Regions from separate parts of the Mus musculus genome. Here all the other regions are linked to region 2. The links are chromatin contacts, called in public HiChIP or PLAC-seq and promoter capture Hi-C maps. All regions are on one chromosome and are shown on one strand. The core of a region is the stretch at or near the end of the contact, and the rest is flanking DNA. Distances in the headings are between cores, read along the strand shown.

Region 1 (2,700 bases), core at 76-2,575, 370 kb before region 2:
TGACTCTCTGACTACTCTCTGTGCTTTGGAAAACACTCTGACTGCATGTGCGTGCGATGTGAGCACGCACTTGTGTGTGTGTGTGTGTGTGTATAAACTTAGTTTATTCAGATAGACTTTGAGTCCCCCTTAGAAGCCTTAAACATGGTTAACTGCAAAACTAAGATGGTCTGTCAAGGCAGTATGAAGGTTCTTACAACACCTTGTAGATTGTTGTCAATAATAAAATATCTCTTGTGCTCATTCTGTTGATGTGTTTATTTAATCAATCACTCTTCTGGCTATCAGACTTTGAGTTGCAAGTATCAAAAACATAGAAGACTTTCCTCAAACTGACCAAACCTAATGACAGAATCACATAAATAATGAGTGCCACAACAGAGTTACATATAGTTTTACTCTTCTGGAACCATAGAGAAGTGTGATTACACAGGACAAGTGCTAGAGCAGCCCTCCTTGAAATGACAGCATTTCACCTGCATCTTATAGAACACACAGCAGTCACCAGCTTGAAGGAAATGGTGTATAACGCTTGGGATTAATGACACTTGTCTGCCTTGGTTGCTCTCCATCTTCTTCGAGACAGAGTATCTCAGAGAAGCCGGAACTCATTGATCTAACTAAACAGGATCCTCCCGAGCGTGCTCCTCCCACTCCCTGGAATGGAATCACGGTATTCCACCTCGCCCAGCTTGTCATGTGAAGGATCCGAACTCAGGTCCTCATGCTTGTGAGACAAGCACTTTCTCAACTAAGGCAACCATCAAGCCCCATAAAAATTTTAACTCAAGGAATTAGTAGACATACTCTCTAGGCCAGAAAGATCGCAGAATATCTTTGGGAATGCCAAGACTGAGGATATGCATAAGTAGACATCAGGAGACATAAGATTGGTCAAGAGGGCCAAGCCATATGAAATGCAGATAAAAAACTTTGGAGCCATGAGAGTACGGGCCTTAATCTGAGGGGGGAAAGAACACACTGAATGGAATAAAATAAGAAGATGAATAAATCAGTTTATTTGTTCAGATTTCTCCCACCTCTCTACTTTGCCTTCTACAGAGATTAGTCCAAATTCAGTGGTGACTATTTACCCGACGACGACTAGCCCGACACCAGCTAGGACACGCTGCAGTGATTATTCAGTGTTGAGGGATGAAGGAAGAGCAATTGACCAGGGGCAGAGATCCCTGAAATGTGGTTGGAGGAGGTGCATCTCACAATTATGGAAATCAGCCGCTTGCAAGAAGAAGAGACATCTGCAGGCAAAAGTCCAGGGCATTGCACATGATGTAGGGCATGTTTCTTGAACTACACTGGTAACAAAGAAGACTGCTATTTACATTTTGAAGAACATTTAAAAACAATTGGCAGCCATTATGTTGCTACAGCAACTACACAGGAAACAGCTGGAAATGATATTTGGGAGGAAAAGAGACAGCATTACACTGGAGTTGCAGAGAGCTGTATCTCCAGCCATCAGCTTCTGCACAATCATTTTCCACTAACCAGAAACTATCTGAACTTGGGGGAGGGAGACAAAAACAATGAGCCATGACTGAAGGAATGAATTTGATTTTGAAAAGCATTTCTCCAATGATATTACAAGTCTACACCTTATTCAGGGAATTCATTTTAAAACCTTATGATTAAACCCAAATCAAAGACATGACCTAGAAGTTGGGACCCTGTTTTGCCACTTGATTGCCTGCACAGTGATCACTAATTGTTCATCTTGTGTGTGCAGCTGAGCAAGGCATCCAAGGCTTTGCTTAAGGAAACTGCTGTCTTCCAGTCTTGTTTCTGCAAGTATTTTCTTTTGCTCGTTTGAAAGTGGATAATCCAAGCAAGACCAGCTCCATAATTTGCAAGGTGTAGAGCAAAATAAAATCACAGGGCTCCTTATTGACAGCTGAGTTAAAGTTCTGAGAGAGCAATTGCAGCTTTAAGTGTACAGTCTTCTTAAGTGTGGCAGCTGGCAGGAATGCTGTATCACATGCCAAGGAAGCGGCCACTGAACCCTGACTTCATCTGAAACAGCTGAGCCAAGTAATGTTACGGCGGTGACAGAGACAGAAAGGGGACATAGACAGAAAGGGGAGGCATGGGCTTACATCCTTCTAACACATCTGTTTCTAAAAGAAATATGTGTGTTTATTGTCTGATAAAAATCATACCAGCCTGAATCGATCTTACTAATACCTATTATTAGATATTTGCCAGATAAACAGATAAGTTAGGCATGGTTGACCAAAAGGAATGATAAGAAGTACTGTAAACTAGAGTGTAAGGAAAATACTCTGTTGAAAATAAATTGTTCCATGAATGTACCAGGTATCAGGATGGTGTGTTAACAAAACTATGCATGCTCCCATTCATGGCCTTCAGAGCTCAAAGGGAGGCACCAAACAATGATGTCACAGTCCTACATCTCTAGAAGGAAGGCAGAGAACAAGGCTCAATGGCGAGGCAGGACTTGGGAGTTCAGAGATATCTCACCTTCTCCTAGTTCTCCACTTGATTTTCAACAGTGGTGAAACAGGAATGTTAGGGGAAAAAACAAGAATAAAGTTATGTCATTTGTAGGAAATCAATGCTACGGGAGACAACCATATAAGTGACTTAAGCTACTCACAGAAAAAGAAACATTGTTTCCCTCTACCTGTGGTTTCTGTCTGCTCACATAAAGTCATTCTCAAA
Region 2 (2,700 bases), core at 40-2,539:
TCCAGCCATTCATCAATATCAAAGACAAATATCCATTTAAGCTCAGGAGAGCTCCACACCTCATCAGCACTAATGCGTTTCTTAATTCAAGTGTCTACGCACACGTTATCTTTAGAATCACCTTGTTCTGCAAGACCTCACTTCATTCCGTGGTCTCGTCAACGTCCTGCACATCCTTTCTTCACTAACTCACTTAAGTCTGAGGACATGTGGCTACATGCCTTCTCCTGAGACCCGTTATAAGCAGAGAATGACCTGTCTTCCTCTGTGCACAGTGAAGAAGAAAAACAATCCACTCAAAGACTATGAAATACGGGAATTTCAGCAGAGGTGTGGTGCCATTTTACAGTTTCCATGCTCTGCTTTAAGAAGCTCTGGCCTTGATGTCAGAAAGGAAGGAAGGAAGGAGAAAAAGAGGGAGAGAGAGGGAGACAGACAGACAGACTGACAGTGGTGTAAAGTAACACTTTCTTCTTAAGTGTGGCACTAAGAAGAAATATTTCATTTGCTGTTTTGTTTTCTATTTGTTTTCTCAATAGTTTATTTTCATGCACTATACCTTGACTCTCACCAAGTAAAACACACACACACACACACACACACACACACACACACACACACACACACACACACACACACAAAATCAGGTAAAATATATATAGAAACTCACGCACTCACTGTAACAGCTCCAAAACACAGTCATCTAGGCAAAACCCCGGGTCCCTGGTCAAAGGCCTAGCTCTGACGGAGAGAGGGACAGCAAGCCAGTGCCTTCAGCTCAGACACTTCTTACTGGCTCCTTCCAGTAGTTAGCCTCCATTTCTGGGTCACTGTCCTCGCCCCCACTCCTAACCGCAGTCCCGCCCAAACCACCTTCCGGACAAAACCCGTGAGTCCCTGCCTATTGAGCAGGGGCGGGTGAGAAAAGAGGCCGTATCCCCACGCGTGGGAGCCAGACCTGCTGCGCCCGTGACGGCCACTTCGGGGCGCGCGACCGCGCAGGACACGTGCTCCGGGACCCTCGGCGCGCCTTCCTGCACTGCAACCCGGGGAAAAGCGACTTGCCAGGCCTCGGAGATGTTCGAGCAGCGGGAGCGCTAAACTGGAGGTGAACGGGTTCCGCTTTCGCTTTCCAGTTCCGTTTCCTTGGAGACTCAGTTTGGAAGGGCGGAGCCCGGCTGGGTCGGTCCCTTGGCGCCTTTGAGGTACCTGTGCAAGATGCCCCAGGGGCATCTGGGCTTCTCTCCAAACTCATTCCTAGGCTTTGCCCCGTCTCTCCAGCGCATTCTCAAACCCGATCCCCGACACTTCCTTCCCGCCAGCAGGGTCCGCCCAGGCTCATCACCGGTGGAACGCAGAGCACATGAAGAAGGTACCCTGCTGCCCACAAAACTCAATCACTTGGCCGAATGGCCCTGGAGCCTGGGACACAAGAAATCTAGCCCAGTAAAATCAAAGAAATATAAAGGCAAAAGCAGAGCACGAACTCCCTTGTAAAGAAATAGAAACTGAAATTGGGAGATACCAATTTTCAACCGGTGTGCTCAAATTAGCAGATCCCACAAACCAGTTTAGATGCAAACATTTCTAAAGATTTGGACATCTCTCAGGGACTCAGAATACAGCTCCCCACATAAGCACTTTAGCTTGCCCTATTCCTGAAGCCAAGTCCCTCTGACCCCTTCCTGACTCTCTCCTGCATTTTTGTTGACCCTAAGCCAGTCACAGAAAACAGGATTCTTCTTCCCCAACGTTGGGTCATATAAAATAGACACCTCTCGTCCCAAACAAGCTATGAAACATACTCCCCTCTCTCTGAGGGAAGTCCCATTCCCGCATTAAGGAATGCTGCACAGAGCAAAGATGAATCCAGACAGGCTGGGATGGCTAATCTTGACTGTCAACTTGATTAATTTGGGAAGAGGACCTTCAACTGAGAAACTACCTCTGTACTGTAGGCATGTCTGTGGCATTTTCTGTCCTTTTTTCATTTTTTGGTTTTTCGAGATAGGATTTCTCTGTGTAACTCTGGCTGTCCTGGAACTTGCTCTGTATACCAGGTTAGCCTCGAACACAGGGATATCTGCCTGCCTTGGCTAGAATTAAAGGGGTGTACTGCCGCTATTGGAGTGTGGCATTTTCTTGATTGCTAATTTATGCAGAAGAGGTGAGCCTCCTGTGGGCGGTACCATCCTTAGGCAGGTGAAAGTGAGCAGACAGGAAGTGGTCAGCAGCAGTTCCGCCAGGCTCCTGCTTCAGGTTCCTGGCTTGCGCTGCTGTAACCTATAAACCAAAATAGACCTTGACCTTCCCAGGGTGCTTTGGGTCATGGAGTTTATCCAGCAATAGAGAGCAAACCAGAACAAGAAAGCGAACTTCTGTCCAGTCACAGTTCCCAAAGCTGTCCAATCTTTATCTACCTTGAGCATAAAAACTGTATTTTTCGGGCCTCTGGCTGTTTCTCTCGGATGACCTCTGTGTCACATTCAATGGTGATAAGCTATTAATAAAATTAGTATGCTGTTCTGATGCTCTTCTTCTTTTCAGTAGGATTGGTAGCCGTGACCTTTACCGTGACTAAGGTAAAGGTCTTCCTGTTCTAGCATTATCAAAATACAAAGACATGCAAGCGTGTAAATGTGCAATTATCCTCAAACTTAGCAGCTCTACTCTTGGAAGTTCCCTTCCAACACTAGTGCA
Region 3 (2,700 bases), core at 172-2,671, 350 kb before region 2:
ATTGAGTCACTAAGTTGACAGGAAGTGCTACAGTTGACAGGAAGCCTCAGGAACACGTAGAGAAATTGCATTCTCATTTTACAGGGGAGAAATATGAGGCCTGAAAGATCAAATGTGGATTCTGTCATTCTCCCATCAGCTACTGTCAAACCCTCTGTCTAATCCACTTAGGGAGGCACTACACTCTGCGGTTAATGGCAGAAAGGTTAGAAAAGCAGAGTTCTTCACACAAAGAAGCTTTAGGTCTTGGACTGGGGAACTTTCCCCAAATGCCCATTATCACCCAGCTCAAGATTTAGTTCTTGGCTGGAAGTGATGACACACCTGTGATTCCAGCCCCAGGGAGGCCAAGGCAAGAGAATCACAGGTTTGACACTAGGCTGGTCATGAGACTCTGGAGATGGCAGAAGTGTTTGTGGGCACTGACAACAACACTACCATCATTGCCTGTGGACTTGGAACATGAAAGGAACCTGGAAACTCTCTTTTCTTAACCTGTGAGTGGATCTAGAGGGGGAAAGAAAGGCATCTTTATCAAGAGCCTGTGTTTGTTCAGTAAAAGGATATACAAAAAGCAATAGGAGCAAAATAAGAGGGAGAATTAATCTACCCCTTCTAGCCTGAAGATTTCTATCTAGGTAGGGGAAATTTTCAATTCTTAAGTTAGAGTTTTCAAAAAGACTTGCAACAGCAAAATGTTGAACACCCCTCAAAGTGTTCAAATCCACAGCCCCAGAACCCTGGAATAAGTTATAGCTCAAAAGAGAAGGAAGTCATAGATAAAGTTAAGAGTTTGTAATCAGAATTTAAAAGACAGATTATCTTTGATGACCTTTGTAATCCTAGGAGTCCTCCAAAGGGACAAAGGTAGGCAGTCAGGATGCTGCTTTGTGGATCCCCATCACCTGCCACCACCCTCAGTGTAGCCTGGGGACAAGGACATGAGACTTGGAACCCACTTAACCATTAGGAAGTATGTATCACAGCCAGGTCACATACTTGCAAAAAGTTTTTACAACTGCATCAGAAAACCTCTGAGGGCCTGATATTAACTGCTAATATCCTAAAACTTCCTCCTCCTGAACACACACTAGGAAGGGAGGATTCACACCTGTGCACTAAGAAATGGAGAGAACAAAGGGTTCTCTTGTTTGAAGTTTCCTCTTTGAAAGCAAGCTTATGTGCTACTCAAGGTGAAGTTACACAAACATTTCCTGGACTGTGCTTTGGGCACAAATAAGGTAAGAATGACACTGAGAAACTGCAGAACCATGGGGTTTGTAGTTCTTTTGTCCTGAGGACGATGAGACCCCAGGGAAAACTACAGAAACCCACTTCCCTTTGTTCCCTGAGACTTCACATCAGGACCACTGGGGCTGCCTTGTTGCCTTCTGAAGCAGAGCCTTTCCTTGTGGTCTGAGAAGAAGGTCCACCCTACTTCCTCATACTCTTGCCAGGTTCTTAGGCACTGCCTCCACCAACTGTTGGAACTGAGTTTGAAAGCCGAGGTTTCTCCCAAACACCTAGTGAGATACAAGCACCCCGGGATTTGATAATCCCAGAAAATAAGAACGAAACAGGAAGGTAGGAAAACCACCAAGAGGATGGCTGATCCTCTCTGAGTACAACTGAGCCTTAATGCTCACTAGGACCTAAAAGAATGAGAGGGTGTGCCTGACAGTTCATGGGTTTGTATAGGCTTCAAAATGGTTGCCTGGGCTCTACTGTAGCACCATGAGGTAATATTATAAGGTGAGGTGAAGCCAGGATCCCCAGACACATTCACATGCAGCTGTGTTCACAGCATAACTGAAATAAAGAGGAATACATACTTCTCCTGCAAGACCGCCAATAAGCTGCCCAATACAAGGAACATACCGTTCTCAATACTCACCACTGGCCTGACCTCCAGACTACCTCAGTTATCTAACAGCACACCATCCATGGGTCCCAAGCTTCCGAAGGCCTCCTGTAAATGTGGCCCTCCACTAGGCGGCAGACAACACAAACATGAGTGGCCAAATATGTTGGCTACTCATCAAGGAAGTACTGCAGAAAAACTCAGCAGGTAAAGGTGTTTGCCACCACCACGCCCTATGACCTGAAATCAGTCTGCAAGTTCCACATGGTGGAAGGAGAGAACTGATTCCCAAAAAACTGTATGCTGAATTCCACACGTGCCACAAAGATCCATGCACATATACACACACTCACATGCACATGTGTGTGTGTGCATGTGTAATTTTGAAAAAAAATAAAGAAGGAACAGACTAATTCAGTGTCACATAAACCATGACATAATCAATGCAGCTGTCCTCCCATTATATATCAATAAGAAAATTGAAAACATGGAAACAAATGTTAGCACTTTTTAATGTGCAGGCTCACAGCATTGCGCTGTTCTCTCCTGGTGTTCTTTACAGTATTTTGAAGAGAATCACAGACCCGGTGACTTGCCACAAGAGACTAAGAAAGGCATGATATTCTTGCTTAAAGCTAGTAGCTTCTTTGGGTCTTGTTGAAATTATCAAGCTTCTTCCTCAGTGTCCCTTTGTAGGACTCTCAGCAATGGCCAGAGCAGAACCCCAGGGCACTGACATGAGGCAGGGTGGGCAGACACTCAGCAGTGGGCTGCTGCCATCCACAGCCTTTGATCTCACAACCACAGTAGCCCATGCATGAAGCTGCTCCGCTCATTTC

Evidence for each region. Promoter capture Hi-C pulls out the DNA fragments that hold promoters and counts their contacts. HiChIP or PLAC-seq counts read pairs in DNA pulled down with a chosen protein or histone mark.
Region 1: an H3K27ac HiChIP or PLAC-seq map of embryonic stem cells shows a contact between it and region 2, with 2.4 times the contacts expected there. The contact joins the enhancer-like site here to the promoter of Rbm43 in region 2. A contact is called at or near these places in 5 of 39 promoter capture datasets (cranial neural crest, embryonic stem cells, hippocampal neurons and 1 more), 1 of 115 datasets of contacts at active chromatin or transcription factors (embryonic stem cells) and 1 of 9 other capture datasets (embryonic stem cells).
Region 3: a contact with region 2 is called in a promoter capture Hi-C map of hematopoietic stem and progenitor cells, with 2.1 times the contacts expected there. The contact joins the enhancer-like site here to the promoter of Rbm43 in region 2. A contact is called at or near these places in 7 of 39 promoter capture datasets (embryonic stem cells, hematopoietic stem and progenitor cells, hippocampal neurons and 3 more), 1 of 484 Hi-C or Micro-C datasets (uterus) and 1 of 115 datasets of contacts at active chromatin or transcription factors (large pre-B cells).

What each region holds. Positions count from the first base shown.
Region 1 is chr2:51,562,071-51,564,770 of GRCm38.p6, forward strand. No RefSeq gene overlaps it. Among named protein-coding and RNA genes, the nearest start is that of Gm13491, 47 kb to the right of the region's middle. Within about 2 kb of position 1,326, at least 11 of the 459 cell types and tissues checked have an H3K27ac peak or open chromatin away from gene starts, as enhancers often do.
Region 2 is chr2:51,933,874-51,936,573 of GRCm38.p6, forward strand. It overlaps Rbm43 (RNA binding motif protein 43), which reads right to left and starts at 1,290. Exons shown (of 5, transcript NM_001141981.2): 1 at 959-1,290.
Region 3 is chr2:51,587,115-51,589,814 of GRCm38.p6, forward strand. No RefSeq gene overlaps it. Among named protein-coding and RNA genes, the nearest start is that of Gm13491, 22 kb to the right of the region's middle. Within about 2 kb of position 1,422, at least 19 of the 459 cell types and tissues checked have an H3K27ac peak or open chromatin away from gene starts, as enhancers often do. A contact at or near this core is called in hematopoietic stem and progenitor cells, where this site is marked.